Linked DNA regions of Mus musculus: region 1 is linked to region 2. A link is a contact called in public promoter capture Hi-C data. All regions are on one chromosome and are shown on one strand. The core of a region is the stretch at or near the end of the contact, and the rest is flanking DNA. Distances in the headings are between cores, read along the strand shown.

Region 1 (2,757 bases), core at 88-2,587, 690 kb after region 2:
GCACACCTTTAATCCCAGCACCAGAAGGCAGAAGCAAGTGGATCTCAGAGTTCAAGACCAGCCTGATCTACATAGAGTTCAGGTATATAAAGAACCCCCTCCCCACAAAAAATGGGGGGTAGGTCAATCAAAGGGTTAGGCATTGTTAGCATTTTGTTTAAGCTCCACCCCACAGTTACCTGGCAACAGCCAGGTGTGCCTGACTCACTATAAAAGGGGCTGCTTGCCCCTCCTCTCTCTCTCTCTTTCTCTCTCTCTCTGTCTCTGTCTCTCTCTTTCTCTCTCTCTCTCTCCACTCTTTCTTTCCATGAGCTGATGGCCAGCCTCTACTTCTCCCTCTCTCTCTCTCTCTCCTAACTCTCAGCTCCTCTTCCCATGCCCTGAATAAACTATTCTATACTATACTGTCCTGTGGCTAGTCCCTGGGGGTGGGGGGAAGGGATGCCTCAGCATGAGCCCGCGGTGGCATTCCCTAACCCCACACCTTACCACACATCCACCAAACACATTTCCTCTCCTTATCTTTTTATAAACACAACAGGCATGGTGACACATGCCTTTAATCCTAGTTTCACTTAGACAATAGAAGCCAAGGGATCTCTTGTGAGTTCTAGGCCAGTCTCAAAAAAAGAAGAAAAAAAAGAAGCATAGGGTGTCTGTCCCAGGAGAGCCAGGCGCAGTGGGAGAAGGTTCTCTCATCACCCCACCAGCATCTATAGTAGTGCCAGAGCACAGAGCAGGTGCAGAGTAAACCCATCCTGGATGTAAGAGTGCTACAGAAGGGATGTGGAAGAACTCTCCTGCACATGTGCTATAAGCATGTTTACATGTTCATGTGTTTATGCACATGTGTGTGTGCACATGTAGAGTTCAGAGGAGAACTTGTCGGTGCCCTATTAAATGGGTCCAAGGATTCAAACTCAGGTGGGCAGGCATGGTGGCAAGTGCCTTTACCTGCCGAGGGGTCTCTCTGGCCCTGTTTACTAGTTGTCTGAAGTCTCTATAAAGTGCTAATTACATAAGGCAGTGACTAGCAGCTTGGAAATCTAAGAATTCAAGGAAAGGCTATATCAGCTACTTCAGCCTTAAAACAAAGTCGGCGACTCTTTGAACTTTGAAATTGTGCCTATGCAGCTTATTTCGTTTTAGTTTAAACAGAGGGGTTTTCCATGGGGTAAGCATTAATGAGAAGAAATTGGAGGACACACAGGAAAGAGTCAAGGACTCTAGGTAACTCAACTCCTTTGGGGTATCAGCCGCCATAAAGGGGAAGGTGGGGCTTGTTTCAGAACTACAACATCCATAAGGCACAGGAAGGGACATCAGGGTTTCCGGTCAGATCCGTTTCCGGTCTTTCGGAGGCTGACGTTGTTTTCCGGTTGTCTGTGGCCCAGGGAGGCGTTTGGGGTGCTCACGGTGAGTCTGGGAGACGCAAGAGCGCTGGGGTCCCCGCTGACCCCGCCTGGCCGGCAGCGCGGTACACACTGCTGTGGCTTGGGCTCGCGGCTGCGGACCTGGCGGCGGGGCTGGAGTGTGGCGCCGCACAGGCTGCCTGGCTGGCAGTGTTTCCCATGCTTGGGTCGATTGCTCACTTTGCTTTTTTCCAAAGATGAGGCTGCTGGCGGTTGTGGTGTTGGCTCTGTTAGCCGTCAGTCAAGCAGAAGAAGGAGCCAGGCTTTTGGCCTCCAAATCATTGCTCAACAGATACGCTGTGGAAGGGAGGGACCTGACCCTGCAGTATAACATCTACAACGTCGGCTCCAGGTAACGGCCTAGAGTTCGCCAGCTTCCTTCTGAATTCCGAGTTTCCACGTGGGCATAGAGAACGTTTTGTTGGGGAGTGAATTCTCTTTTGGAGTCCTCCAGTATCGAGTGCAGTGTGTGAGTGAGTGAATGAATGAATGAATGAATATACTAGAGGGCTTACCTTTGTCGGGTGCTTTTTGAAGGTGAAGACATCCTTAGGTGAATTACAAGAAACCACTTTGGGGTCTCAGAAGGCTTTCAAAGGCAGGGATAAATTCAGCTTGTGAAAAAGGAAATGCAGACACAGAGTGTACATCTGTCCTCTTACCTCGGGTGCGGACTCCCAGCTTTCTTCTTTCACTTACAATCACTTTTTTTGTTGTTTGTTGTTTTTCAAGGCCGAGTTTCTTAACTGGCTGTCGAAGAGTCCACTCTTAGACCAGGCTGGCCTCAAACTCACAGACATCTGTCTGTCTCTCACACTGCTTCCCGAGTGCTGGGATTAAAGGCATGGGCCACCACTGCTGGCTCCTATGAGCACTTTTTTGTTGTTCTTTCCTTTTATATATTTTTCCATTTATATCTTACTTCCCCTGTCTAGAATTAGAGCAAGATTACCTTTGGCAATTCACTTCTGAGCAACAGAATCCAGGCCTTGATCTGGATTCTTCAAAACAGGCCCAACTTACTATGGGGGTTTCTTTTGACCAGCAGGTGGATTTTCCAGTCAGTTCCCTTAGTTTTATGTCCCTCACTCTTATTTACTATATGTAAGTACACTATAGCTGTCTTCAGACACTCCAGAAGAGGGCATCAGATTTCATTACAGATGGTTGTGAGCTACCATGTGGTTGCTGGGATTTGAACTCAGGACCTTCGGCAGAGCAGTCGGAGCTCTTAACTGCTGAGCCATCTCGCCAGCCCTGTCCCTCACTCTTTATTTCCTCTGCTTTCCAGCGCTGCATTAGATGTGGAATTATCTGACGATTCCTTCCCTCCAGAAGACTTCGG
Region 2 (2,944 bases), core at 103-2,602:
CCCATTGTGTGTGGGGGTGAGGGAGAGGCAATACTCAATTTCTTATACCAGGGATAGTGTAATACACTTTTTAATCCAGCACTTGGACTCTGAGACAAGAGGATCACAAGTTGAAGCCCAAGCTGAGCTACACAGTGATTCAAGAAAAGCCTGGGTTACAATACTAGAACCATGTCAAAATAAGTAAACATTCCATCTCTTCTCTAACTCCACTCATGTCCTTTACCTCCTTCCAGCCTTCTTATTTTAGAGATGGGGCAAAGGATAAGGCTGGTCCTGGATGTTCAACAGGAGCACTTTAGTCCCACCAGCTGTCACTTCAGGCGCCACTTTTAACCTGCCCTCAATATGGGAAGAGAAGCCAACTGAGATAAAGATGCTGAAAGGGAAAGAATTGTCTCCATGCATGCGCCTTAAGCCTGTCAGTACCAAGGATACCACGCATCCCTTTCTGCAAGGAAGTCCCAGGTTCCAGAATGCCTCATGGCCAATACCCTAACTCCCCAAAGCAGGCAAGTTCAGGTGAATTTAACCGCCTTCTAAGAGGATTCCAGCGGCTCGGAGTCAACGGATGCGTTTGTCGAGCTCCATTATGGTTACAAGTCCCTCCTACCCCTAAACTCCAGCCCAATGGGACTTGAGGTGCCCCCCCCCTCCATACTCACATCGCCCTTCTGCAGCTCCGGCGCCGCTATCCTAACCGGTTCGGTTCTCTTCTTTGGCTTGGGAAGGCCCAAGGGGGGTCCGACACCGCCCACAGCTGGGGGCAGACTGAGCCCAGGGCCTTGAGGCGATGGCAGCCCCAGCCCCTCTCCAACTCCCGCAGCTTCAGCAGGGCTCACTCCTGCAGGTGGCGGGAAGCCGCCCAGGCCAAAGGGCAGCGGCGGAGGCGGCTGCAGTCTGGGGTCTCCGGTGGGCGGGGGCAGCAGGAGCGGCGGGGGGAAGGCTGGGGCCAGCATCTGGGGGGGCGGGGGCAGCAAGGCCGGGCCTTTGGGTGCAGGAAGAGAAGCGAACAGGCCTCCTAAAGTGGGCCCTGGCATAGGAGCCGCCACATCCTCTTCCTCCGGCTCCGGCTCCGGCTCCGGCTCATCCGGCTCACTATCGTCGCTGCTGGCATAAGCAACCAGAGACATGGCGCCTCCCGCCTTTGGGACGCCCTTGCTGGCAGACTAGGCCTACTTGAGACCCGGGATGTCCCGGCGGCCTAGTAGGCCCTACCAGCGGGCAAGGCGGGGAACCGAAAAGCGCCTCCTGCTCCGTGCTCTAGAACTATCCCCGGCAGGAACCCATGGCTAGGGTTGATTTCCACCGAGTAAGAATTCCCGCTACACTTAAGCTCCTAGCACCAAGCAACTACACACACCTAATGGCCGCCGAGTCACTCCGCCTACTACTCACCTCACAGACTTAAGAACTACAATTCCCAGAGAAGACTTTAGCAACAACCCCATTCTCTACCTCCGGGAACTCAGTGCAAAGCATGGCGGGAATTGCAGTCTAAAGGTGGCGTAAAGGGTGCGCAGAAAGACTGAGCGAAAGCTTCCTCTGATGCAGTGATTCCTGGGATTCGTAGTTTGTTTGTTTGTTTGTTGTTGTGTGTCCTTTCAAGTCCTATGTTACTACAAGCCCCATGGATCAGCGCGGTAGCACGTAAGCATTTAGAGCATTTCGGTACTTGAAGTTCCTCAGAGCAGCTAAGGATTATGGGAGCTGTGGTACCCTTAGAAACTGCAAGTGTTGTCGGGAAAGTGATGAAGTCTGGGAAAGTAAATAGCTTAAAGGGAAAGTTACCTGTAAATAAAACAGTGATGCTTCCGAGTCGACCTGGGTGTTAGAACAAAGCACCCCAAGAAAAGACAAAGCTCTAGGGTACGTTATAAAATTAAGATTGCGAAGCCAGAAAGAAAACGAGGCCGCAGGCATCTGAGAGCATGGCAAGGGTGGTGTCATGCACCTTGAATCCCAGCACTAGGAAGTCAGACGCGGGCGGAGATCTGTGAGTTCGAGGCCAGCCTAGACTATGAAGTGAGGTCCAGGACAGCCAAGGTGACACAGAAAATCCTGTCTCTGTCTCACAGAAAAAAAAAAAAAAAAAAAAAAAAAAAAAAAAAAAAAAGAGTCAGTGCTCTTAACCAATGAATACACCAGTATACATCTAGTAACAGTACACACCTCCCATGAACGCTATCCCCATGAGTGTGGGGACTTGGGCTCCTTCCTCAGCAACTAGTGAGAAGCACGGGAAACTAGGGCAAGGTATTGGAGAATTGGAGATTAATCACTTTACCTCAGTAAAAGGACAGACTATGGCCCGGTACACTTCCAAGTTCTTAGGGGTTGATCACCTGTGCCCACCCTACAGTGCATGTGTCTTTGGCATTCATTTCTTGGCTGGATGTGCTGTCTTCTCGGCCTTTGCGTATGGCCCTCATATCCACCCACTTTTACTGCAGGCTTTTTCACATACTGCCCGTCTATGATGACGTGCTGTGCAACTGCTCTTCCCTGGCTCCCTGTGATTCTGGATCACTTCTGTCACCCTCTAACTGAGGGCCCTCTACTTGCCATGTCCTTTATACATGAACCCATCTCTCTGTGGGTACCTCCCTGCTCCTAAGAGCAGAAAACCTTTGAGGTCAGCCAACAACGAAAGAGCTGCTAGAGTTTGGCAGGGAGGAGGCTAAAGAACGTGGAAAGGGTGCTTTGAGCGAAGGATGAGGATTGTAAAGACTGTGAAAGGATGTGGCTCTTCCTCACCAGCCTCCTCGCCATGTGTCTGAACATTTGGCTTCATACACAAACTTATACCACCTTCTCTAGACATCTGCTTAAATCTCCCAGAATAACTTGTATACACCTGTGTTTAAACTATACTGAGTTTAGGCAGCTCAACATTACAGTGCTTAGCTAGCATGCACGTATGTACATGATTCAGAATTTGACA

The links. Capture Hi-C pulls out chosen DNA fragments and counts their contacts.
Region 1: a contact with region 2 is called in a promoter capture Hi-C map of liver. The contact joins the promoter of Ssr2 here to the promoter of Prcc in region 2. A contact is called at or near these places in 1 of 39 promoter capture datasets (liver) and 1 of 9 other capture datasets (liver).

What each region holds. Positions count from the first base shown.
Region 1 is chr3:88,578,271-88,581,027 of GRCm38.p6, forward strand. It overlaps Ssr2 (signal sequence receptor, beta), which reads left to right and starts at 1,338. Exons shown (of 6, transcript NM_001356317.1): 1 at 1,338-1,416; 2 at 1,610-1,764; 3 at 2,704-2,757. The coding sequence starts at 1,610.
Region 2 is chr3:87,884,210-87,887,153 of GRCm38.p6, forward strand. Prcc (papillary renal cell carcinoma (translocation-associated)) reads right to left here and starts at 1,353. Exons shown (of 7, transcript NM_033573.2): 1 at 666-1,353. The coding sequence starts at 1,133.